Linked DNA regions of Mus musculus: all the other regions are linked to region 3. Evidence: chromatin contacts called from public HiChIP or PLAC-seq and promoter capture Hi-C data. All regions are on one chromosome and are shown on one strand. The core of a region is the stretch at or near the end of the contact, and the rest is flanking DNA. Distances in the headings are between cores, read along the strand shown.

Region 1 (4,457 bases), core at 1,513-4,012, 560 kb after region 3:
TCTTTCTGTCCCTGCCCTCCACCCTCAGGTCTTCTTCCTTGGGCCTCCTCCAACTCTAGCTCTCCCTTCATCTGGCTGCCATCTGTGCTCCACCCTTGGTCTCCTCGTCCGGCCTCCTCTGCCCTCCAGCCCGGTTCCCAGAGGTGAAGGATCCCGTTTGGGCTTCCTGGAGGAGTCAGTGGGATCCAGGTCAGGGTGTTGAGATGGGCTGGGAACACCCAGAGTGCAATCCTTTGCTCCAGCCGGGTCAGACTTGATTTTTAAGTCGGTGGAATGCATGCACATGGGACTTCTCCTAGCTAAGCTTTGAGCTAGCTCCTGGCGTAGCTTCTCAGTCCCTGTTTCCTTCCATGTGCCGTCGGGGGGGATTAAGGCCTTCACCTAGATGAGGTGTGGGCATTGGAGGACCTAAAATATGCAGTACTTACAACAGTGCAATTTAAGGACCGAATGTCAAGCATCCTGGACTGTTAACTCTACCAACCCTCCTCCAAGGTTCTTCAGGGCGACACACATGAGTGTCTGCAATCCCAGCACATGGGACACTGAGGCAGTAGGGTCTCTAGTTCGAAGCCACCCTGGGCTACATAAGTGACACTGCCTTAGAAGAACAAGAGCTGAATTTTAGCTCCCAGCAGTTCAGTGCTTGTGTAGCTAGCAAAAGGCCTGAGTTCAGTCCCTGAGGCCTGGGGTATTGATCGATCGATCGATCGATCGATCACACGCGGGCAGGTTCAGAGGGAGGGATGAAAACCCAGTGTATAATTTTTTTGTGAGAGTTCTTGGTCGGTTGGTTTATATCTCCCTGGCTTGTCTGGAACTCCCTCCTGAGTGCTGGGATTAAAGGCATGGGCTACTGCCACCACTGAGCTTATCTTGTCTCTCTCTCTCTCTCTCACTCTCTTTCTCTCTCTCTCTGCTATACTTAAACTCTCATTCCACCTGCCTCCACCTTCCCAGTGCTATGTACCCTAACAGTCTTTTTTATGCAGTGTTGGAGATTGAACCTGGGCTTCCTGCACGCTAGGTGAGCACTCTACTGGCTGAGCCACACATCAACCCCTTCCTTCTGCGCTTCTAAGAGCTGTGCGTTCTGTTGCCAGTGGTCTCAACCGCCTGAGCCTCTAGACCACAGGACCCTAATTCTCCCACCAGAGAGCAACAGTGACTATCCCCAGGAATGTAGGGCTACGGCAGGATGAGAGGCCCTGGAAGGTTCCAGACAGAAACTGGAAAGTTCCCAGGACCAGCCTCAGTTTCCCCATTGCTAGGGAGGCATCCTCTCGGGGGTCAACGAACTCCACTGAAGGTGGAACTCGCTGTTTCTACCTTTGGGTGATTGCCAAATGCCTGTGTGGACAGAGAGACCCATCCTGACCTGAGCCTGGCAGGACACACACAGCCTGTGCTGGCAGCTGTGGCTATTGTTCCTTAGCTTCATTTCAGGCTGTCACTCCAGCCCAGGCATTCGCAAACACCCTCCCTCTTCAGACCCTTCTCCCCCACCAGCTTCGTAATCCCCCTACATAAGGGCTCAGAGGTGGAGAGACAGTGGGAGGTGCGTGCCTGCCCCTGCCCTCTCCCTGGCTCAAGGACAGACAGACACCTCCAGAATTAGCCTCCCTCCCTCCCTTATCTCCCATAATACCTCAGGTCAGACAGATGGAAGTGGAGGCAACATGCCTCACCTCTGGGTCACAAGGAGCCCCACCCCAGGAGGAAGAAGGTTAATTAGAAAAGCTGGTGGCAGTGAAGGAATTCCTTCCACACACAGACAGCTGTCACAAGAGCGAAGGAGACGTCCAATTCAACTGCCTGTATGGCCCGCCAGCCTGTTTACCACTTCCATTCTCTGTAACGCATAACGCAGCAGTACACGGCCACAGAAGCCTACCAGATCCAGCCCTGCAGTCCTGTTATTCTGCCCTGGGCTCTAGAATGACTTTACCAAACACCACCTATTTCCCATCCCGTGGGGGCAATAAGAGGTCTGACTCCCGCTTCCGCTAGGGGGCGCTCCTGGGCGAATGTGACTCCTCTGGTTAGGCAGGTCTGACGCCCCAGCTAATGACATGTTGGGGTTCGCTCAGCGGCACAGAAGAGGTTGGAGAGCTGCCCCGGCTTCTCACTCCCTGCCCCCATCCCAAAACCAGAAGGTGGGGTGTAGCGCACACAGCCTCCTGAGAAACCCACGCCCCTCGTGCTTGTCCCACTCTTTTCGAAGACCAGGATCCACTAGTCCAGTGCCACTAATTTTACTCAAACACCTAGTGGTTCGGTGCTGAAGGCAGCTGGAGGGTGACCGGGCGCCGGACCATTCTAGAACGTCCTGATCTCCCACATCTGCCCCAAATACAGAGACCCGGGACCTCAACAGCACCCTAAGACACTTCCAAGGGTCCCCAATTAAAGTATTCAAAAAATTCCAGCTCCAATAACTCCCCAGGACCAAGGGCTCCGAGCACCACTAAGAGCAGATGTCCAAACCCCCTATCCATCTGCCCAGTAAAGTCGGCACCCCAGTTCCTTCTTTCCAGGGATCCAGGCGTGAGCTCCCCACACTATTCCCCTGGACTTAAGGTCCGAGTTTCCAATAAGTCTTCCCAGGAACGCGGTATCCGGTTCTGGGGTGGCTGGACCCTGGGTGGGGGTGGAACTCACGCGTCGGGGCAGATCCTGGCACCGGGGGGCTTTTCCTCGGGCTCCGGCTCCGGCTCCAGCGGCGGGGAGCGGAGGACGGGGCGGGGCAGTCGCCTGGGAACAGGTTAGACGACGTGACTCTGACTGGAGGGAGGCGTGTCCCTCGGAGGAGGGGGAACTGCGGTTGCCTGGAGCACCTTGGGATTTGTAGTCCCGAATGGGCGAGGCGCCGCCAGGGACACTTCCATTTGGAGTCAGACGCGATCCATTTGACAGTCAGCCAGAGCTAGGTCCAGAAGATCATGGACGTCCTGGACGGCGAAATGCACAAGAATTTAGACCCTCACCTCACTATGGGTACAAGGGAAGAACCCCTGAGCCCTTTCCCACTCCTCCAGGCTCAGTGTCCCCTTGCCTGAGTGAAGATTTGGACACTTAAGGAGGAGATGGGAGGCGCGGAGAAATTCACACGACCAATACTATGGCGAGAAAAGGACCCACCTTAATCAGGACTCCAAGCCCCGGGTTATCTGTCTAAATAAAACAAAAAATAAAAATAAGGGGCCTCTAATCCTAGTACTTAAGAAGCAGAGACAGGCGCACCTCTGAAAGTTCAAGGCCATCCTGATCTACACAGCGAATTCCGAGCCAGCCTGGACTACATAAAGAGACCCTGTCTCAAAAAAACAAAACAAAACATCACAGCATTGGCGATTTACTGGCGTGCCTAGCAACAAGCTGAACTACAATCCCCAGCAGACTCCTGACCGACGTCCATCGCCAGCCACCTTCGAGTTATCTGGGAATTGGAGTTTTGAAGCCCACAAAGGGCGAGCCCCAGAGTTTCTCGCCCACGCGCGAGGGTGGACACATAGTCTGGAGATTCCTGGCGGAGGGAACACTCCTTCGTAGCCTTGGTGACCTCTGTTCTCAAAAGCCTCAGAAGAAGGGGGGAGCATCCCAATGCTGGAGGAGTCTCCAAAATCTCCGCAGAAGGGGCGGGCAGCGACGCTGACACACCGGCCAGGAATGCAGTCGAGTCTCCCTGTCTCGCCACCGTCCCGCGGCTCCACCCGCCACCCCATGCGCTGCAGTCCTGCTGGGAGGGGGCGTGGGCACGTCCCCCAAATCCCACGTGCACGCGCCGCTGTTTACTTGGGCCGCGGAGCAGACAGGGACCGACCAGCTGCACCTCTACCTGCCTCGGAACCGTGAGGAATACTTCCCATTCCGGACACTAAGTCCACGAGGACATCTACAAGTCTTCCCTGACACTAACCCTCACCCCGTTTCAAGCCAGGCTCTGGGGCTCTGGGGTCCGAGGCTCCTCCCATGACTCTGCAGACTCCTCCCCCTCAGTTTCCCGCTTCCCCTAGACTTCAGAAGCTCCGCCTCTGATTGCTATTAAAATGCTCCGTTCGTACACTTTTCTCTATTTTCCGACCTGGTTCAGTTAAATCTTCCACGTTCGCTGCACCAGGGACTTCCGAAGATACACTCTAGCTTTAAAAGTACAATCGTGACAACCAGAATTCTTACCTAGCTTTTGCAAGAATGCTGCAAATAGATCTTCTGTCTCTTTAAAAGCCGTGGCCTAGGCGAGTCACTGCCCCTTTAAGACGGTGTTGGAAGAAACCACGTGAGCAAAGTTGTCGGGGGAACAGGCACCCTAGATCCGAGCTAGCTTGCGTTTCTGACGAACAGGGAACTGATTTCCCCCTGCAGGGCATCGTCGAGAAATTATTTAATCCTATGCTGTGTGAAATTTAAGAGTGGAGGTTATCCGGGTTCTGCAAATAGTGACAGCGCCGAGCCAC
Region 2 (4,518 bases), core at 1,304-3,803, 920 kb after region 3:
CTAAAGGGAACAAGAAGGGGGAAAAAGAACAACCCATCTCTCAGTTTATTGAAGGAGGAAAAGGGTGGGAGAGGGGGAACAATAAAATGCTTTTGCTTCGTTTATAAAGAGCGAGTTCTCAGGAGGTCCCTTCTCAAGGACACGCGGGGTACCTCTCACCCAACTACCAACAGCAGGAAAGCCAAGCCAAGAAAGGAAAAAGAAAGGAGGGGCCCAGGAACCCCAAACACCCTCTCTGACAGGAGCCACAAGCTCTCTCCCCCCACCCACAATGTATCTACCCCAGGGGACCCATCTGGGCAGAGGAAAGGGTATATACATAGGTTAGGGTGGTACAGGGTTGGGTGCGGTAGGGAATAATTTATCCGCAGATGCGGTGATGGTTAAGGGGGAGGGGAAAGAAGCCTGGCAGTGGCAGCCTAGGGGTCTCTTTCTTTCTTGACCTTGATGTCACCAGCAAGAATAGTAGCGATCTCGCCCTGCATGAAGGCCCAGGGGACAGAGGAACCCACCAGTGGACATTTGTCTCCACTGGGGCAGTACACCTCTCCGGCTGGGCCCTGTGCCTTGATAAACTCTCGGGAGCAAGGAAAGCAGAACTTGTGTCCGGGTACCGAGGGACACTGCACGAAGTGGGTGTCTTCCAGCCTTTCTCTGCACAGGGTACAGCACAAGGGGGCTCCAGGGGTCGCCCCTGTGCCGCTACCACCCCCGCTGACAGCTTCAGCCCCGGCAGTGGGGCTGACTTCTGCCTCTCCATTGCGTGCCACCAAACGATGCTGGGCCGGTGGTTGGGTTGTGGAGGAAGCCGCGGGGCTAGCACCCCCTGCGCGGACAGAGCCTCCACCCCCACCAGGGTCCTTGGGTGAGTGGCCCAGAGCCTCGGCCACATTCTTGAGGGCAGCAATAGGTGAGGGCACACCAGGGGTCTCTGAAGAGTATGGACCGCCTGGCGCCACCCAGTGCCGCTGTTGCTGCTCCTCCGTGGTCATCTTCCCAGCTGTCTCGCCCTCGGGCTCAGGGGATGCTTTGCGACGGCGTGGAGTGGGCGCCAGGTTTCGGGATGGGGCTCTTGGAGGTGGGCCACACAGAGCAGCAGGGGCCGGTTCTGGGTACTGCTGGGGCAGGGCCTCCGCAGGAGCAGGCTCTCGGAAGCTGCGGACCCCATCCGTAAGCAGCTCTCCTAACTGGCGCCATTCCCCTGAACCATGGCGCCGTTCATACTCGAGGTACTTGAAGCCCGATGAGGCCAGGGCCTTCCCTGGCTCTCGAAGAGCATCATGAAACATCTGGCGAGCCACTGCAAGGACCCCCGCGTAAACATTGCCAGAACCACAGGGGTATTCGGTGAAGAGCTTCAGCTCGAACTCATAGCCCGGAGGGCGGGCAGTGGCATCAAAGGCGAACACCCGTCCCACCAGCCCGTGGTCCTTCTTGAATCGAACATTGAAAGGGGCACAGGCGGACAGAGCCAGTAGCTGTTCCCTTACAGCCTTGGGACGCCCATGCCACTCCTCCGCCCGGCCCCGCATGGCCTCGTTCAGTTCTGCCAAGCAGTCCGCATTCCTCTGCTGCTTCTCCTTCTCGAAATCGGAGCCGAAAAGTGGACGAGCGGGGCTTAAGCCAGGTGCCAGCGTCAGAGCTCGGCCTCCAAGGCCAGACACTGCAGCTGCCAGCAGCCCGGGGGGCATCAAGCTGGGGATGGAGCCAAGCAAAGCCCTGCGTGCCCCTTCCGCCACGGCCTCCTCGCGGCCCAGCCCGTTGGCCAAGCGGGACCCCAGGGTGTACTCCAAAGCCGGCGAAGGCAGCGCCAGGCGGCTGGATGAAGTAGCCCTGTCATAGCGGTCCGGGCCTGAGACGCTACCGCCGGTCCCCGATGGCTGCGCCTGGGCCTGCGGGGGTGGCAACTGGGAGCCCTGGGAGCCCGTGGAGGCTAGGTCCTTGGAAGTCGGGTGCTTGAGAGCCGGGGGTCCGGGCGAGCGGCCCTCGGGGAGCACGTGGCTGCGCTTGAGCTGGCGGGCGGCGTCGATGAGCAGCTCGATGCGGTCCGCGCCCTCGAAATTCACGCACCCGCGGCACACAGCCTCGCTGAAGTCCCACACCATGGCCCACGGCATCTTGGGCAGGTCGCACAGGTAGCACCACTGGCGGCGGGACGCTTGCACGGACGCCATGGCGCCCCCCGGAACGCCGCCAGGTGCCCCTGCTGTGCACCCGCCGCCCACGTTCGCTCCGCCGTGCCCCGGGACGGGCGCGCGAGCCGCTCAATCCGGCCTCGGGCTCGGCCTCCCCGCCGGATTCAGGCCCGGCCCCCCTTCCCCGCCCCCTGGGCCCTCAGCCTTTTTTTTCCTCTCTCTCTCACTCCCGCCTCCGGTGGAAAAGGCAAGCCACGAGCACGCACGTCGGCGCCCCCGTCCGGTCCGCGCCGTGAGCCGCGATGCACAGCTCCAGCTCCTCGATGGGCCTCGGGCGCCGCCGCCCCAGGCTCCCGCCGCTCCGCTCGCGCCGCCGACGCCGCTGCAACGGCCGCCGTCGCCTCCACCTCCTTCTTCTGCCCCAGAGGCCGCTTCGCAGGGAAAGTTACATAACGCGCGGGCAAAGCCTTCTGGGAAATGTAGTCCCGTCGGGGCTGCTTCTTAAAGGGGACTGGGTAGAAAGCAGTGGCGGGAAAAGAGGGCGCGCGCTGGTCTGGGTGCTTAATTTTCACTGTGCCTCGCCAGGAAGCTGGGGTTCGCACACAGGGTCCATGGAGTGGGTAATGGTTTCATAAATGCTCGGGTGGCCAAGTTGCTGTGGATGCAATTTCCCCCCTTTCCCCGCCCCCTCTTTCTTTCTTTTTTTTTTTTTTAAACAATCTTTTTTTTTTTTTTTTAGATTTATTTATTTATTTATTTATTATATGTAAGTACACTGCAGCTGTCCTCAGACACTCCAGAAGAGGGAGTCAGATCTCGTTACGGATGGTTGTGAGCCACCATGTGGTTGCTGGGATTTGAACTCCTGACCTTCGGAAGAGCAGTCGGGTGCTCTTACCCACTGAGCCATCTCACCAGCCCCCCCTCTTTCTTTCTTAAGACTTAGATTTATTCTTTAGCTCAGGTTGGCCTAGAAGGCTAGCCTATGTAGTCTAGGCTGGCCTCAAACTTGCTGCAATCTCCCTGCTTCAGCCTCCTTGTGGGTTTACAGTCCCGACACCATACCCAGAAGCCGGAAAGCAGTTTCTGCTCTGATTTGCTGAGCAGTTCTAGAAGAGTCTTGCCCTCTCTTAGAATCCCGCCCCTTCAAGAAGGGCCAATAACCGGTTAGAAAGGCAGCAGCTTTGGGGGAATTGGGGCGGAGAGGCTCTGATTGGACGGTTTCAAGGGGATGGTTTCAGGCAACTCTTGGAGAGTAGTGTCTACTTGGCAGTTTGTCCTTCCCAGTGTCTTAGGTACTAGCCTCAAGGGCGGCCCAGAGGCTACAGGATGATAAGACTGTAGGCTTCCGAGCCAGGCGGCTGCCTTAGTTTCCTCATCTGCTAAAGAACGTTCTCTGAGCCTGCCAATTCTGCTCCAGCTGTGCACGTATTTGGTCTCTAAAGGGTTACAGAGTTGGCTTCTCGGTACACCTCCAATTTCACTACAATTCCCAAAATGCTCTGCGAGATGGACGCACTGACGTACTTCCTCTGCTTGGAAGCTTGGGGGGGGAAGGCCTTCCCGATTCTTGCCCCCCCCCCTTGCTAGCAGGGAATTTCGCCCTCTCCCTCCACCCCCACCCCCCAGGTTAGGGGGCTCTTATTACTCTTATATTTGGAATGAGGAAGCCAAGAGGAGATTGCTGGGAAGGGCAACCCCAAACCTCCAAGTGCTTAATGGCCTGGTGGGCCCAATCGGCTGTGGGCACCCCATGTTTTTAGCTTTTTTGGGGGGGTGGGGGGAGCTAGGAGAAGCGACATATGTCTCCAGGACCTAGCTCACATCAGCCCTTTCCCCTCACTTGGCCTGGATCCCCGCTGGTGGTCTCAATTCCCCCCCCCCCCCCCAGTGTCTTCTTTGCGTTCTTCCAGGTTTGCACTTAGTGGAGGCTTGGTGGTTTTCTCACCCCCACCCCAGAGTAGTCACAGCAGCCCTGGCTTTCTATTTCAGCGTTACAATTTAACTACCACCTGCATTACTGTTTTAACACTTCTCCCTTAAACAAATTGCCTATTTTTATCGTTTCCTGGGAGATACTATGTTCACAACCATAGGTTTCCTGTACTACTGTTTATTTACTTTCTCCTGCTTATACGTGGTACTGGGATGGAATCCAGGGCCTTATGCTAAGTGCTCTAGTGCTGAGATGTACTACCAGCCTGTATTTTTAATTTTGAAACTGGGCCTCACTAGGTGGTCCAGGCTGGCTGGCCTGAGCTCTGGGTCCTCCTTCCTTAACCTCCTGGGGGCTGAGATTTCAAAAATACATTAACCATGCCTGGCTTTATTTATTTTTCCTTTTTCTAACGATAGGTCTCTGAAGCACAGGTTAGCCTTGAAC
Region 3 (4,081 bases), core at 670-3,169:
ATAACTTGAGACAGATTCTCAGAGCCCACATTGTAGCGGCAAGAATCGACTCCTGAGGATTGTCCCCTGACCTTCACACAGGTATCAAGGCATGCATAGGCATCATGTGCACACTCACACTACACACGTGCATGCATTCATACACAGAAACTTCATTCACACACACATACACACTGCACACATACACATCAGGCAAACACTACATACATAGGCACACTCATGCACCCTCACATACACTTCATATACACTACACGTGCATACACTCATGCATACTACATACATACATACATACATACATACATACACACACAGTACAAACACATATATTCAAGCACACACACTTCATATATGTGCACACTCATATACACACTACATACATAAGCACACTCACACACATACTACATACACACACACATGCACACTTATACTAGAAACACACACTACATAAATACACTAACTCATACATACACATCCAGGCATACACATACATACATACACACATACATACATAGCAGTTTAGAATCTATCAAAATTGAAAACAGACATTAAAGAACAGCAAAAAAAAAAAAAAGTTAATAAGAAAAATGTAAAGGTTGGTGTCAGCTTCCCCAGGAATCCGACTTTTCCACCGTTTGTTTTCTTTCACTTCAGGAAGCTAACAAGCTCTGTGTGTGTGTGTGTGTGTGTGTGTGTGTGTGTGTGTGTGTGTGTGTGTGTTATGGGAAAGGACTAGAGACGCTGTATTCACAGGGCAGAAACAGGGAGGGAGAGAGAAGGGCACAGAACTTTTTCCCTTTTCGGGTGTGTGTGGGAGGTGGTTTAGTGACCTGCCAGTTTATACCACAGCAATGGGGAGATCTGGGAGAAGGGGAAGCCCACAGTCATGACAGCATGGTCAGAGAAGGAACAGAATGGTTACAGGCTCTCAGTGTGGAAATGCCACAGGACTCAAGAAACTCCAGAGATTTCCAGAAGACTTGCCCCTCAGATTCCCATTCAGAATTAACCGAGAGCAGGAACTGGGGGGGGAGGAGGTGAAGGTTGGGGAGCACAGGCCCGGCATTGCTGCATTCCAAGGTGTTGGGAGGAAGATCAGGAGTTCAAGGGTAGTCTAGAACAATCGTTCTCAACCTGCGAGCTTCAACCCCTTTGGGGAACCATATCAGATATCCCACATGTCATATTTACATTATGATATTTACATGTCCCATATTCACATTATGATTCATAACAGTAGCAAAATTACAGTTATAAGTAGCAATGAAAATGATTTTATGATTAGGGGTCACCACAGCATGAAGAACTGTATTAAAGAATCCGGGCATGGTGGCACACGCCTTTAATCCCAGCACTTGGGAGGCAGAGGCAGGCTGATTTCTGAGTTCGAGGCCAGCCTTGTCTACAAAGTGAGTTCCAGGACAGTAAAACCCTGTCTCGAAAACAAACACACAGAAACAAAAACAAACAAAGAAAAAAAGTATCGCGCACTGGGAAGATTGAGAACCACTGACCTAGAATGTGCTTCATGAGACCTTATTTCTTTTTTTAAACAGTTTCACTGTGTAACTCAGACGAGGCTGGATTTGTCTACGGTGGACCCGGCTGACACAGAACTCACAGATCTGCCTGCCTTCCAAAGTGCTGTGATTAAAGACATTTGAAGCCTAGCCCCCTGCCCCCCATTATTTTTAATTAAAAAAAAAATCCGGGATGATCTCACGTGGCCCAGGCTGGCCTTAAACCCGCTTTCAATTCTGATGATCCTCTTGCCTCCATCCTCCCCACCCGACTCAGGTGCTGGGATGACAGGTTTACAGAACACTAATCGTCAGGGTCGTTCACTCATCAACCAGCCCGGCAGACGTGCTTGGCTGTGTGCGCCTGCCCAGCAGGGGACCGCCCTCAATGGGCCGTCCCTAGGCGGCACCCGCTTAGCTGAGATTCCAGCACTTGACTTCAGGGTTTCGGAGAGATAAGGCGCTTGGCCGTTACTAACTGGACTACAAAGAGCTGGATCGGACCGGAACCACATGGCTCAACTCGCCCGAGCCACCCGCTCCCCGCTGTCATGGCTGCTGCTGCTGTTCTGCTATGCACTCCGGAAAGCGGGTAAGTAGCCCCGCGCCCCGCGCCCCGCGCCCCGCGCCCCGCGCCCCGGCCTGTGCGCACCTCGAGAGGCCCTCCCAGGCCACCCGATCCCTTCTTCCCGGCCCAAAGTCCTAGGTCTGGATTCTGGAGCAGAGATTCCAGAAAATAGGGCGTGGTGACTCACACCGGCCACCGGAGTACAGGGGAGGATGAGGTAGGAGGGTTGCCTTGAGTTCCAACGTAGCCTAGACTCGGGAATGAGAACCGGATTTGCTCCACTTCGCGCACGCTTGCGCACGCGCACACACACACACACACACGCGCGCGCGCGCGCACACACACGCACGCACGCGCGCAAAAGATGTTTTATTATTGTAAAATAAATGACTCGTACACTGAGAAAAAGTCTGGGTGACTCATGCCAGGAACCTTAACCCTAGTGGCCACACTCTCTCCAGCAAGTTAATCGTGACTGACTCAGAGTTGATTTATTAGTTCATTTTCCTTTCGCTGAGTTGGAGACTGAAGCCTCACTGGGGAATTGTAGCACAGGAGTCTACCCCTGAGCACACAGGGTGCTGAGGATAGACCCTTGGTCCTCACACAACCTAATTCGGAGCCCTGTGCTATTCCCATTGTTTCAGTGGTTGACCAGCAGCAAGTCAGGCTGGGCGCTCAGAGTGAGCTCAGAGTGACTGGAACCAAAAAACCAAACCAAACCAAACCAAAACAGGGAGGTGGTGGCTCATGCCTTTAACCCCAATAGGGGAGGCAGAGACAGGTGGAGCCCCGTACAGGGGTACCCTAGGGTCACCATGACGGGTCCTGGGTTCCCAGAACTTCACTCTGAAGTCATTATCAGACTTCTCAAGTATTCAGAAATGCCTGATACTGTATTCCCTAATGTTGAGGGCCTACTGTGTATTGGGCTAAAGGAGAGAGTCTCACATAGGGCCTAGCAGAGTGACTATTGAATGGCTCGGATTCAAACCCCACCGTATCTTGTCGTCTTATGCCTGCGTGATCCCCCTAGCAAATTCTTCTATGCCTCCATTTCTGCATATGTAAGTGGTACCTGAAGCCCAGTGTGATGGTGCTCACCCTTAATCGCAGAATTTAGGAGGCAGAGGCAAGCAGATCTCTGAGTTCCAGACCAGCCTGGTGAATGTACTGAGGTGATGTTTAGTGTCTCTACTACTACTAATAATAATAATAATAACAATAATAATAATAATGAATTATAAATACTATATGATTATTACAAGGCAAAATTATCATTGTGCATTATAATAGATTTTGTAATATAAACATTTAATTACATTAATAATATTTAAATATAGTATGCTGAATTATATTATAATGTATAAATATTTAGATATAACGATAACATTGTTATTATTAAAGTAAGATAAGGGGCTGGAGAGAGCACTGGCTACTCTTGTAGAAGACCTGGGTTTGGTTCTCAGCACCCACATGGTGATTCACAGTCCTCTGTATCTCAAATTCAGAGGAATTTCATCCCTCCCTTTTGGCTTCTATGGGCACCGTAGTGCAAACACCTATAGAGAAAAATCTCTTATAAACATCACCTGTCAATAAAAAAACCAGTGGCCAATGAGCTGGGGCAGGAAATAGGGGGTGGGACACTGACAGGACGAGAGGATTCTGGGAAATAGTAAGAGATAAAGGAGAAATGGAGGGGGGTGGGATGCAGATGTAAAACATCAGGGAGACACTGAGGAGACTCTGAGGAAGAAGCAGGCCAGCACTGAAGGAGAGCAACCTACCACATGGTAGACATAGAATAGTCTAAGTGGGTTAAATAAATTACGAGCTACTCAGGGAATGAGCCAAAGCTTATGACCTGGGTATTTAATAATAAATAACTAGTCTCAGAGTTGTTATTGATGGGAAGGGGCCGAAAGGAAAAATGGATTTAAACTTATTTTAATACATACATCCATACATACATGCTAGCAAACACTAACACACA
Region 4 (4,109 bases), core at 456-2,955, 840 kb after region 3:
TCCAGGGTATAAGGTCCTGTGCTAGGGTGGTTCAGCCAGAGGGGAGAGCAGCTAGGTCTGAGGCTGGCGACTGGGGGTGCGGGGTGGGCAGAGGGAGGTCAGATCTCCCTTAGGGAAGTTCTAAGGCCGGGGAGTAAGGATGGAGGAGGGACGTGTGGGGAAGCGGGGAGATGGGGTCACAGAGAAGAAAGGGGTTTGGGAAAGTGGGCAGCCGGGGAAGATACAGCTAGGGCCAAGGCTGGGGGGTGGGGAGGAGGAGAGAGCCAAGGCGTTGAGCCCTTTTAAGGCAGCGGGAACCCAGGCCCCCTCCCCCGCCCAGGCCTGGCAGGGGAGGGGCCCACAGGATGCTGCTCAGGCCACAAAAGGACTGCTCCTTCCCAGAGGGTCAGACCCCCTGCCCCCACCCCAGTTCTCAGTTTACCCTGCCAGCCCAAACCCCATCCTTCAAAAGAAAGGTTGAGGGAGACACTAAAGACTGGAGAGGAGAAAAAGTCTTTCACAGGCTTAGCAGTCTAACCGATGGCCTCAACCTTTCCATCTGTGAAACGGGGGAGGAGGGGAGAATGCACTAGGGTCACACACATGGGCAGACAGCCAAGAATCAAGACCTGGACCCTTAATAATAGGCACAGAGCAACAAAACAGGTCGTTACTTGTAAGGAAGCTGGGGTAAGCTGGAGCTTTGGCTCAATGTTGGGCAGGAGCAGATAAGGCTCCAAGCTTGTCCACTAGGCCTGAGAAGACCTCTGGGGAAGGGCATTTAAGTCAGCAGAGGAATTAGAGGTCTTGAGCTAGAACCACAAAAGCAGATGAGAAGCCAGGAGGGATGACCAATCTGGCCCACAAAGGCTGGGCGGGATCAGAGTGCTAGGGATGGGCACACTCAGAAGCTGAAGTTGTTCCTTCCTCTTAATTTGGGGAACAGAAAGGGTGCTCGGTGGCGCCTGTCTGCCGGGCTGGTTCTCCCCCAGGGCCTCTGTGAGTCACAGTGCCCTCATAGCTCCTGGACACCTGTCAGGGCAGCTGGGGAGGCAGACGCCAAACACCTGCCTATGGGCCACACCCTGGCAGCTGCCCCACGCTGTCCCTCCCCACACTCTGGGAAACTGGGGAGGGCTATGAAGCCAGTTTGAGGAGCCAAGGGTCCTAAAAGAGAAAGCTGCCAGGTCCTAGTGTGGGTGCTGAGATAGCAGGAGGCTATGCCCACCCCAGCCTGCACTGGCTGAGTCATAGGTGGCCTCACTGACCCTGGTGCCTCACCAGGGGAGCTTGGGGTCAGGTCATGAGCTCTGCTTGGCTCCCTTACAAAAAGCCCTTTCCAGGCCCTCCTGCCCCTCCATAGCCCATTCTTGCCCTGTAGACCCACCTCTGCCTTGCACCCAACCCCAGGCTTCCTATCCATACTCACCCCACTGCAAGAAGTCGGCCACATACTTGTCCTGGGCTAGGTGAGAGGCACCCAGCTCCTGGTGGACGCCCAGGAGAAGGTCGAGCAGGGGCTCCAGTCCCAGGAAGCCTGGGTCCAGCACCAGCTGCTGGAGCTGCCTCAGCCGCACTTCGGCTGACATGTTGGGCAGGCAACACCATGGCCCCTCCCCGGGCCGGAGCTCGGGGTCTTCCCGTCACAGGGCCTGGCTGCCCCTGTCCAGGCCCCAGAACCCTAGCTGCATGTCTGCCCGTCCCTGACTATCCCTTGGGTCTCTCTGGCCAGTTCTATGCTTAAGGCCTCCTCCTCTTTTCTCCACCCCTTGGCCCAGCCCCCCTCCCGCCTCCCAGTTTTTAACCCCTCCTGAGCCAACACCCCAACTCCCTTCTTCCAGGGCCCCTCAAAACTCTTCAGAGCCCAATGTCAGGGGACAGAGTAATACTCCAGGGTTGCCCCCCCCCATTGACTCTACCCACCCATAAAGAGAGCACAGGGAGTTACAGGTGGGAGGTGTCAGTGCCCAGGAGAGCCAGTCTATAGACTCAGAGCTGGGAGGGGTTGGGGGAAAGGGCTGATGCCTGGGCAACAGGGGGTGAGGGGGTAGTGGGGGGGGCAAAGGCCAGGGGCAGCTTCTTCGTGACTCAGCAATGGATTCCGACTTTGGGACAGTTAAATTTAGCCCCTGTGCCTGCTGTATTACCCGCCCCCCCATTTTTTGGCAGGAGGTAGAAGGAAGATCAGGAGAGAGTTTGCTCAGCCGCCAGGGCCAGGGGTGACCTGCTGGCCCCAGCCTGGGGGAGGCAAGTGGTGGATCCAGGCCCTCCTTAAGCAAAAGAGAACCCCAAAATAGCTCCTTGGCCACAGGCCGGGGCAGCCACATTCCTGCCTGGGCTAGGATTAGAGACAGAAACATTTTAGGGGTTGAGGGCGGAGCTGCCTGGACAGCAAGCCAGGCGACAAGTTAGCTTCTTTCTAGGGTGGCCAGTTCTCTGGGGAGGAAATCATGACCTCCAGCTGGCACTAGATGGCCAGTCATAAATGGGCCAGGGGCAGCAGACTGCAAAGGCATGTTCAGAGGAGGCAGGGAGTGCAGTCAATTCCAGCATCCTCCTCTCCCCAAGGAGAGCATGCTTGGATAGTCCTGGTGTTTAAAACAAGTTTCAAACATCTCCAAGGACCTAGTAGGAAGGCCATCTCAGCCTCTTGACTTTGGGGGTCGAGACTCATCTTTCAGAGGGCTCTCTGCTCGGGGCTAGGGATGGGGAAACAGCTAAGATTGGGCTTCCTTTGGTCAGAGCACAGCTTGGAGGCCAAGTACTGCAACCCCCACCCTACCCTGCCCCAGGGAACAGAAACACTGTGCAAACAAGGACTTTAGTATAAATAAGAGGTCCAGGGGAACAAGGAGGGCCCTCAGGGCTTCCATAATTTAACACTTTCAAAATCACAGACCATAGCAAGGGGTGGAGTTTGGGCAGGAGTGGGGATGGCCCCTGCCCTGCCCTCTCACCCAGGGGTACTGTGGGCTAAGTCTCTCCCAGGAGTGAACAGTCACATGCTGGGACAGGGATATGGTTAACACTGATGTTTCAGAGAACAGGTCATTGTACTTGGCAGTGGGTGGAGGACAGGGCCAAGGCCACACAGGACACTACATCCCCATGGCTGGGCCAACCTAGGGGACCCCCAGTATGTGTGCAGCGTGGGGCTTGGAGCAGTCCTTCCATCATGATTAGTCTTGTTAATACAGTGATTCTTGAGGTCAGCGGGGAGGGTTATGGCTAGGAGGCCGGGAACATGGGACATCCACATTTCACACCACAGTGCCACTGGGGGAGCTGCCTGGTTGGGAGGAGATGCCCTGGGGAGAACAAGAGGAGAAAGGTGGATTAGACAGCACCTGGGCTTCTGCCAGAACCCGGAGAAGGAGCCACCCAAAGGCCTTGGAGCTGCTGCCCCAGCTGGGATCTGCCCCCCAGGCCTAAAGCTGCTGTCCTAGCTAGGAACAAACAGCTCGGCCGTCTCCACTGACCCAGAGTAGCACTTCCACAGTAATGTGGCCCCAGGTGTCCTGGGCATACAGGGGACGACAGTGGAGAGAAAAGAAACTGGGGTCCACTTGCAGCTTCAGGGGTTGTCCTACCTCTACAACTGACTTGCTGGGTGACCTGGGCCAACTTGCTTGCCCTGCCTGGGCCTCGGTCTCCTCGTCTGTGAACTAGGGAGACAGAGGGGTGTCTGTGAGAACTCAGTCAACTCCCGCAGCCCTACTAGCCTGGCAGTGGCTCTGCAACTGCCTGACGTTCTAAGGCTTCTGGACTCTAGCCTTCCAAAGCAAGGGACTGAAGGACTGAGGGCAGAGTAGGGTCCTAGACACTGAGACCACATGCTCAAGCCTGACCAGGTGACAGGCCTGCACCTCACCAACTAAGAGCACAGCCACTGCACAGCCCATCTGTGAGACCCAATGACCAGGACCACACAGCAGCAAGAGGAAGTGCAGGCCTGGACCCTGGCTAATTCCCATCCAGGCCTTCAGCAGCTGGCTCAGAAACAGTGTCTAAGAGGCAGGCCAGAAGTGGGCCCCCAGCTCAATCACATCCCTAGACCTGAATAAAGTTTCACCATCTACACTTCAGATTTCCTATAAACACAGGTTCTGCCTTGAGTGTGAAGTACTAAG
Region 5 (4,364 bases), core at 1,753-4,252, 640 kb after region 3:
TGTAAAACAGTAAGGACATCGATACCAGAAGCTCGGAGCTGCAGGTCTGATCATACAGACCTGTATTCCCAACTAACTACTGGAGATTGAAATAGGAGGACCACAAGTTCAAGGCCTGCTTGGGCAATAGCAAGATTGTTTCAAAATAAAAAGCAAAAAGAGGGCTGAAATGCTTGGGAGTGGAACACTTAACAAGCTTGCAGGGAGCTCTGGAGGCAGTCAGTCCATGCAAACACAGTTGAGAGGAGAAAGGGAAGGAGGGGGAGGGGCAAAAGGAAAAGAAGAGAGAAGCTGGAGAGAAGGTTTTCATTAAAAGCACCTGTTGCTCTTGCAGAGAACCCAGGTTTGATTCCTAGCACCTACAGGGTGGCTCACAAACATCTGTAGCTCTAGTTTTAAGGTAGCAGTTCTCAACCACTGAGTTTCGACCTCTTTGGAGGAGGTCTAAGGACCCTTTCACAGGGGTGGTAGCCAAGACTATCTGAATATTATATATTTACATTATAATTCATAGCAGTTGCAAAGTTGCGATTACAATGTTACAACGAAGATAATTTACAGTTGCGGGTCCCCACAACATGAAGAACTATATTAAAGGATTGCAGCATTAGGAAGGTTGGGAACCACTGTTAGGGATCAGATGCCCTCTTCTGGTCTCAGTGGGTACTGCATGCATGTGGGGCACAGACATATATGAAGGCAAAACATCATACACATATAAAATAAAAATGGAGAGATGGCCCAGCAGCTAAGAGCACTTGTTGCTCTTCCAGAGGTCCTGAGTTCAATTCTCAGCACCCACACGGTGGCTCACAACCATCTGTAATGAGATCTGGTGCCCACTTCTGTCATGCAGGTATACATGCAGAGTTCTTACATACATAAGATAAATTACTCTTAAAGATAAATAAAATTAATTAAAGAAACAGAAGAGGAAGAGGAGGGTCGGAGGAATAGAGAAGCAGAGGAGACTTAGAAGTTCTGAACCAGGACTAAGGAAGTGGTTCTCACAATACACAAAGCCGCAGGTTTGACCCCGAGCATGAAATAAACAGGGTGTGTTGGTGCACGCTTGTAGACCCAATGTGGGAGATCGGCGGAGATAGGAGGATCAGGATCTCAAGGTTAACTTCAGATTGCTACATATACAGTACACACAATCCTAATCCCAGCCAACCTGGACTACAGGAAGCTTTATCTCAACGTCTTTCAAGTAGGTGCCTTGGGAAGTTTCAGTCCAGCCAGCCAGCCAGCCAGCCAGCCATCCATCCAACCATTCATTCACTGAGCACAGGTTATGTGGCAGGCACTGTTCTAGGTCCCAGAGGGGTTACATTATGAGCAAATTAGACAAAACTCCTGACCTCATAAAGTTATACTTTGTGGAAGAGTCCATAAAACATCAAGTCAAGCTGGGCGTGGTGGCGCGCGCCTTTAATCCCAGCACTCGGGAGGCAGAGGCAGGCGGATTTCTGAGTTCGAGGCCAGCCTGGTCTACAAAGTGAGCTCCAAGACAGCCAGGGATATACAGAGAAACCCTGTCTCGAAAAAACCAAAAACAAAAACAAAAACAAAAAACCAAAAACAAAAAAACATCAAGTCAAACAAGGTAAGGGGGATGGAGTTCCTCTTGACACAGAATAGTCCCCAAAGCTTTTCTGATGGCATCAGACCTCAGATGCCTCGGGTTCTGCCTTCCAGACAGAGGGGAAGGTCAGTACAAAGTTTTTGAGGTAGGCACTGTGATTGGGACAGGAACAGAGGGGTGTGAAGGTGTGAATGGAGGAAGGGGGCAGATTATAGATAAGGACAAGAGAGGTGGGGCTGGCTGGGGACAGGCCTGCAGGGTCTCCCCCTGGTGATTTCAGCTGAAGACGAGATCTTTGGGCGCTAGGAGGAGGGGAATGAAACTAAAAATGTCCGAGTGGCACATTCTCAGAACTTGGGCATCTGGATACCCAAGACGTGCAAGTGGCTAGATCTGCTAGCGTCGGCATCCCCAGCTGTCAGAACTACCCTGTGTGGGACGCACGGGTAAACACCGACTGCCAGAGCCGATGTCTCAGAGTGGAGCAGGATGACACAAGGGGCTTGGAACCAGGAAGCCAGCCCCTGGAGCTAGCTTAGGGGCTCTTCACACAAGAGAGCCTCGACAGCCTTCGAAAATGGAAACCCTACCCCGCACCTCCGTCTCATTTCCTCACCTGGGCAACCAGAGGCCTGAAGAGGAGTGTGATCTTCTGCAGGGTTACTACTGAGTGGAAAAGCCCGCTAAAGACTCAGACTTGGAACGAAGCCAGGGATGACTGTTTTCTTAGGACAGGGGTCGGACACCCAGGGTGATATTGGGAGTGCCTTCTGGGCAGATCATGAGGGTGAGATGCAAAATGTGTGCCGAGGGGAGTCGGATCCTTCTATTTCATCCTGACTCAACCCGTCAGCTGAGGCCAGCACCAGGGCCGGGGACAGCTCCCCACGAGCTTGCTCCTTCTCACACTGGGCGGGGCGACCCAATCCAGCGCCCAGCGCGCACCCCCAACACGCGATCTCGATGACCCCCCCTCCACCCCATTGCACCGGGTCCTCCGGGTCAGGATGCCCCAGTTGCCTCCAAAGCGCGGGGGGGAGGGGAAGGATTCCTTTGTCTCCTTCCCGGCTTCCCGGCTCTCCCTCGAGCCCGCTCGCGGAAGATGGAGACCCTAGGAGGACCCCACGCGGTTTTCTGTGCCCCACACCAGGCCGGAGCCTCTCCATACTCACTGCAGTGGGCGAAGACCGGCAGGACCTGCCCCATGGCCCCCCTCGGGCCTGCATCGGGACCCCCGCCCACTCCGGCCGCGCCGCCCTGGGCCTGGGGCCACGGGCGCTCATCTCCGCCGCGTCGACGACGCCGCCGCCATCCTCCCGGGCTGCTTTAGCAGCCGCCGCCGCCACCGCCGCCACCGCCGCCGCCCTCTGCTCCACTCCGCGGGGGAGGGCGGGGCCGCAGAGGAGCAAGCACTGCAGCGCGGGGGCCTGGGGCGGGGCCTAGAATTGAAGGCGGGGCTTGAGGACCTGGAGGGAGGGACCTCCGTTTTAATGGGAGGCGTCTGGGTTTCGGAGAGCGGGGCCTTTAGGAATGGGGCGGGGCTTGAGCGGTGTGCAGCGCGGGAGAGAGTGCCCAGAATATGCATACTCCGATGTAAGGGTGTTGGGGCAGTTTTAGAGATGGCACTGAGAGAGGGTGGGATATGATGTTCTGGGGTAGAGTCTGAGGCTAGACTTGGAGATGGCGTGGAAAAAGGGGGTGGGGAAAAGAACTAAAACTTAAAACTTATTTTCTGCCAGGCTATGGTGGTGTACACCTTTACCGGCGCTTGGGAGGCAGAGGCAGACAGATCTCTGTGAGTTCAAGGCCAGCCTGGTTTACAGAGCGAGTTCCAGGACAGCCAGAAACCCTGTCTCAAAACAAATAAACAAAACTCGTTTTTTTCTTTTTTAAAAAAAGGTTTGTTTATTTATTTTATGTATGTGAGTACACTGTAGCTGTCTTCAGACACACCAGAAGAGGGCATCAGATCCCAGTACAGATGGTTGTGAGCCACCATGTGGTTGCTGGGAATTGAACTCTAGACCTCTGGAAGAGCAGACAGTGCTCTTAACCACTGAGCTGTCTATCCACCCCTCCCCAACTTATTTTCTTTAAAGATTTGTTTGTTTGTTTATTATGTACAGTGTTCTGCCTGTATATATGCCTGTATGCCAGAAGAGGGCGCCAGATCCTCTCATTGTATATGGTTGTGAGCCACCATGTGATTTCTGGGAATTGAACTCAGGGCCATCTCTCCAGCCCTAACATTTAGTTTTACAATTATTTGTGTGTGTGTGTGTGTGTGTGTGTGTGTGTGTGTGTGTGTGTGTGTATCCTGTGGAGCATATAAGCAGGTCACTCTGCTCCAGTCACACGTTCATACCCAGCAAGCTTACTCTTCAGAGTAGGAGCTTTGGGAAGTTTCCGTTCATTCATCCTTTCAATAGTCGTCTATAGAGCATGTGTGGTAAGACAGGTACGTAGGCCCCAGCGGGATACCGATAAACAAGTGAGACAAAACTCCTATTCTATCCTGCCTCTGCCATATCATCAACACCTCTTATGGGCAGTTGTGGCCAGCACCAGGTCCCAGAATTCCCTCTTTCTACCATGTGGGTTTGGGGGATGGAATTCAGGTCACCAGGCAAAGGGCTTTTACTCCATTGAGCCTCCTTGCCCAACCCAAAGCACTCAAAACTTTTAAGGCTCAGAGAGGAGCTTAGACATGGGTGGGGTTGAGGCAACAGCATAGAATGATGTAATAGATGGGATCTGAGCTACAGATGTGGTCTGG
Region 6 (4,323 bases), core at 739-3,238, 520 kb after region 3:
CCCACCCAAAAACCTTTGGAGGAACTGCGGACAACGATCTCCGGAAGTAGGTTCCCTGAATCTGGTTCTGTACAGAAGGAACCGGAGGACAGCACACAGCCAGCAAATGACAGAGCTGGGATCTGCACCTGACCAGCCCCTGTCTGCTTCATGATGAACGTGCAGCAGATCTGTTGTTAGTGTCCTAAGACCAGAGCGGTGGCACAGAACTTAGCTGCCCTCTCCATTCCTCTTTATTCTAGAAATAACTAGAACCGTTACAACACGATTTATGTCTAGGCTTCAACTCATACTCAGGTTCCAGGACGCTGCCATGCACTCACAGTTCAATTTGGCGGGCACCTGTCTCTAGTGTGGCGACCTGGAGTGTGCAGGGATGACGACACCCGAGGCCACGAGGCTGCGAGCCTGGGGCTGGGAAGGGGGGCGGGGGTGGTGTCACAGAAGTGGCCACTGAGAGCTTCCTGGAGGAGGACATCTAGGCTCTGGAGGGCGAGCACACCGAGGCGGCTCCGTGGACCCGCAGTGCCATCTGGTGGCGGTTTCGTGCACTGCAGGGACCTTTCATAACTTCTAGAATTTGCTTCGTTCATCCTGTAAATACTTTTTGCGCATCTGCATCATGCCACTCTACAGTCTTGACCTTGAAGACGACCAGAGAGACACAGGGCACGCGTTGTAGAATATTAAAGACCCAGGAGCCTACATTAAGAGATTCTTAGATACTGCAGCATGGGAGCTATTCAGGAGGCTGAGGCAGGACTGTAAGTTTGAGCCCAGCTGAGCTTTATAGGGAGACTCTATCCCCCCTCAATAAAATAAAGGTAACTAGGGTACAGTGGCTGTATTTTCAGAATTAAGTGAGACCCTGCCTCAGAAAAGGAGGGCAGAGAGAATTAATAAAATCAACACACACACACACATCTATATCTATATCTATAAATATATATATGGCAGGGAGAGCTAAATAGTAGATGCTTTTTCCTTGTATTCACAGGGCTCTGGGTACCACTCCCAGCAGTGCACACACTACTGTTAGCTCATGTTAATCAATTCAGGTCTTCCAGAAGACCCAAGTTCAATTCCCAGCACCCACATGGTGGCTCACAATTGTCTGTAACTCCAGTTCCAGAGGATCTGATGCCCTCACCCAGATCTACAGGCAGAACACCAATGCACAGTAATATAAATCTTTAAAATAAAGAAAACCCCTCTTACTTATGTGTCCGTATGTATACACAAATGCACGTGTGTGGGTGCCCACGTTCCATCCATGCATGTGAATCCATCCAGGCTCTCCTTGACCAACTCCGGAATAATTCCCAGGAGTCAGTTTTCATGGTTCTTGGAGATGAAACTCAGGCTGTCAAGCTTGGCAGCTAGCGCCCTTACCATCTTCTCAGCCAGGAATAGTTGTGCAAGGTCTTCAGGTTGTAATTATTAAAACAATATTTTTTGGAGATTTTTATCTTTATTTTATGTGTGTCTGTGGAGGCCCTGGAAGAAAGTGCTGGATCTCCCTGGAACTGGAATTACAGATGATTTTGAGCCGACATGTGGGTTCTGGAAATCGAACCTGGGTCCTCTGCAAAAGCAGCCAGCACTCTTACCTGATGAGCCATCTGTTTATTCCATATTTGTGTATGTATGACTGGACACATGTAGAAGTCAGAAAACAACATGTGGGAGTCCGTCTCTGTCCACCCTGAAGGTCTCAGGGATCGAACTCAGCTCCTCAGGATTGGCAGCATGCACCCTTACTGTCTGAGCCTTCTCGAAGGCCCCCAGATAAAGTTTTCAGAAGTTCTCGGAACGCAGGTTTCACCGAATGCTGCGGCAGAGGGCGTGGCCTGGGCGCCTGCGGGGGCGTGCGTTGCCTCCATCGGCCCCGCCCCGCCTCTAGACCACAGGTTTCTCAATGTGTGCTGGCGGAGGGCGCGGCCTGCGCACCTGCGGGGGCGTGGCTTTGCCCTGCCCCACCTCCCTCAGGAGCCTCCGGGAAGGCGGCGGCCGCGCAGCGGGAGCAGCCCGGTCTCCGCGCAGCGAGGCGGCTCGGGCGGGCGGCCGTCAGGTGGGCACGGGGGACGGCGGCGGCTGCTTCGGGATTCCCGAGGGGGCCGCAGGGATGGAGGGAGGGAGCCAGGGACCTGGTGGCCGGGATGAGCCTCGGGGTCCCCGCGGAGCCCCGCCCGGCCCCTAGCGGAGTAGAAAAACAGCTGCGGGCGGGGCGGGGCCTTGTGACGCGAAGTCCGGTGCAGGGTCTCCGCGGCCGCGGGGAGGGGCTGGCCGGCTGTCGGAGGGTCCCCCGCTGCAGCCTGAGGGTGCAAGACATGCATGGTAAGGGAGCCTGCGCGAGGTGTGCAAAGAGAGGGAGAGTAAGGCAGGGCGCACTGTGGAAACTGAGGCGGGAGGAGCGGAGTTGGAGGCGAGCGAGCCTGGGCTTCGTACTCAAGGGAGAGAGACAGAAGGAGGGCGGATGTGGGTACAGATGCCAAAGGGAGGGAGAAAAAGAAAAGGAACGTGGGCCAGCAAGGAGAGTAAAGGTGTTGATGCCAAACTGTCTATTTCTCAAGTTTGATCCACAGGATCCGAAAGGTGGGAGGAGAGAAAGGACTCCTCCCTTAAGTTGCAAGTTGTTCTCTTGGCAATCCATGTGCCTCTGCACACACAATAAGTACATAAAGGGAAAAAAGTTGACTAGGGACCAGGCATCATGATGCACACCTATAATCCCAGCACTCGGGAGGCAGAGACAGGCGGATCTCTGAAGACAGCCAGGGCTACACAGAGAAATTCTGTGTCAATGTATACATATTCATACATATGTATATATATTAGAGAAAATCTGTATCAACATATATATACACATACATATGTATATATAAAATTATATATATTTTAAAAGTAAGAAAGAGTCACATTGTGGGTAAGAGTGTAAAAGAAATGAGCTACCATGTTACTCAGTGATGGGGACAGAGTGAATGTGGATGATCTTGTCTGTCTCCTGTGTGTGTGTGTGTGTGTGTGTTACATGCGGACTGTGCATAGCACTGAGCATGTGTGACTGAGATACTGGGTCAACTGTATACTTGTGGTTGATTCACACAGATGGCCATGTGTGGCAGGGAATGGGGTTGGATCTAGGTGTTGCGTGGCAGTGGGGGTGGAGTGTGTGGAATTGTGTCAGTGATATGTGACTGTCACTGACTAACTGTTGGCTGTGTGTGGGTATGTGGGTGACTGTGTCTGCAAGCTGAGGTTTACTTAGGTGTGTGTGTGTGTATACGTGCACACACGTGAGTGTGGGGCAAGCCTGCTGTGGACTAGTGAAGCTCTCTTGGGGCTCCTGTGAGTGCCGGGGACAGCTCGAGTGGCAGATGGCTGCGGCTGAGCTGTGGGAAGCTGCATATGGAGCATGGCCCCTTGGGTCTGAGATTGTGCGGTGGGGAGGGCGGTGGTGATCCTGGCCACACTGGGGCAGAGTCAGGATGGCTCACCCTGAGCTTGTGTGAGACTGACTACTTACAGGGTGTGTGAGGTTGAGCCTACCCAGGTTCTACACGCGCTCACCGGTGATCTTACTCACGTGCCTCGTATATGGTATGGTATTTTGGTTTTGTTTGTAGAGATGAAGTGACCTGAACACCTGATCCTCCCATTTCTGTATTGGGATTACAGGTGTGAGACTCCACATCTGGGGAGAAGTTGAAATGTTATTTCTTTCTTCAAAGATTTATTATATGTAAATAAACTGTAGCTGTCTTCAGACACTCCAGAAAAGGGTATTAGATCTCATTCCAGGTGGTTGTGAGCCACTATGTGGTTGCTGGGAATTGAACTCAGGACCTCTGGAAGGGCAGTCAGTGCTCTTAACTGCTGAGCCATCTCTCCAGCCCCAAAATGTTTTTTCCCATTCCTGCTCGATCCGGTCCTGCTCCTGAAATTTTATTTTATTTTATTTTATTTTATTTTATTTTATTTTTAGACAGAGTTCACTCTGTAGATCAGGCTGGCCTTGGACTCATGGAACTCCTCCTGCCTCTGCCTCCTGAATGCTGGGCTTAAAGGTGTGGGCCACTATGCCCCTCCAGAGGTTGAGTCATAACCTGGCGGTACCCAATAAGACCATCTGAGTTAAGATTTTGACTTTAAAGCCTTTGAAAATGATACTCACAAAGTAGAAACTGTATATCTGAGTTTGAGGTTGGGTCTCTTTCTGGGCTAGACTGCTGAAGGAGCACCTCACATGCCTCCACATGTTACGCTGAGACTTAGAAAATGCTACTTCAGGCAGCCCCAAGATCACCAAAGGAAGTGGGGTGG

The links. Promoter capture Hi-C pulls out the DNA fragments that hold promoters and counts their contacts. HiChIP or PLAC-seq counts read pairs in DNA pulled down with a chosen protein or histone mark.
Region 1: a contact with region 3 is called in an HNF4G HiChIP or PLAC-seq map of pancreatic cancer cells. The contact joins the promoter of Ppp1r13l here to the promoter of Pvr in region 3. A contact is called at or near these places in 2 of 115 datasets of contacts at active chromatin or transcription factors (bone marrow-derived macrophages and pancreatic cancer cells).
Region 2: a promoter capture Hi-C map of liver shows a contact between it and region 3, with 4 times the contacts expected there. The contact joins the promoter of Irf2bp1 here to the promoter of Pvr in region 3. A contact is called at or near these places in 5 of 39 promoter capture datasets (the C10 cell line, hippocampal neurons, liver and 1 more) and 1 of 9 other capture datasets (liver).
Region 4: a promoter capture Hi-C map of the SN4741 cell line shows a contact between it and region 3, with 4 times the contacts expected there. The contact joins the promoter of Dmpk here to the promoter of Pvr in region 3. A contact is called at or near these places in 4 of 39 promoter capture datasets (the SN4741 cell line, cranial neural crest and liver), 1 of 115 datasets of contacts at active chromatin or transcription factors (pancreatic cancer cells) and 1 of 9 other capture datasets (liver).
Region 5: a contact with region 3 is called in a promoter capture Hi-C map of pre-B cells, with 3 times the contacts expected there. The contact joins the promoter of Rtn2 here to the promoter of Pvr in region 3. A contact is called at or near these places in 2 of 39 promoter capture datasets (cranial neural crest and pre-B cells).
Region 6: a promoter capture Hi-C map of pre-B cells shows a contact between it and region 3. The contact joins the promoter of Klc3 here to the promoter of Pvr in region 3. A contact is called at or near these places in 2 of 39 promoter capture datasets (cranial neural crest and pre-B cells) and 1 of 484 Hi-C or Micro-C datasets (embryonic stem cells).

The regions. Positions count from the first base shown.
Region 1 is chr7:19,359,521-19,363,977 of GRCm38.p6, reverse strand. It overlaps Ppp1r13l (protein phosphatase 1, regulatory subunit 13 like), which reads right to left and starts at 2,762. Exons shown (of 13, transcript NM_001010836.3): 1 at 2,662-2,762.
Region 2 is chr7:19,002,093-19,006,610 of GRCm38.p6, reverse strand. It overlaps Irf2bp1 (interferon regulatory factor 2 binding protein 1), which reads right to left and starts at 2,553. Exons shown (of 1, transcript NM_178757.4): 1 at 1-2,553. The coding sequence starts at 2,174. The coding sequence ends at 420.
Region 3 is chr7:19,918,981-19,923,061 of GRCm38.p6, reverse strand. It overlaps Pvr (poliovirus receptor), which reads left to right and starts at 1,919. Exons shown (of 8, transcript NM_027514.2): 1 at 1,919-2,109. The coding sequence starts at 2,031.
Region 4 is chr7:19,081,454-19,085,562 of GRCm38.p6, reverse strand. It overlaps Dmpk (dystrophia myotonica-protein kinase), which reads right to left and starts at 1,705. Exons shown (of 15, transcript NM_001379257.1): 1 at 1,409-1,705. The coding sequence starts at 1,568. Dmwd (dystrophia myotonica-containing WD repeat motif) reads right to left here. Exons shown (of 5, transcript NM_010058.2): 4 at 3,570-3,644; 5 at 2,788-3,287. The coding sequence ends at 3,240.
Region 5 is chr7:19,281,262-19,285,625 of GRCm38.p6, reverse strand. Rtn2 (reticulon 2 (Z-band associated protein)) reads right to left here and starts at 3,002. Exons shown (of 10, transcript NM_013648.6): 1 at 2,761-3,002. The coding sequence starts at 2,794.
Region 6 is chr7:19,401,769-19,406,091 of GRCm38.p6, reverse strand. Klc3 (kinesin light chain 3) reads left to right here and starts at 1,988. Exons shown (of 13, transcript NM_001286039.1): 1 at 1,988-2,071. Gm38954 (a long non-coding RNA gene) reads right to left here and starts at 403. Exons shown (of 3, transcript XR_881873.2): 1 at 324-403.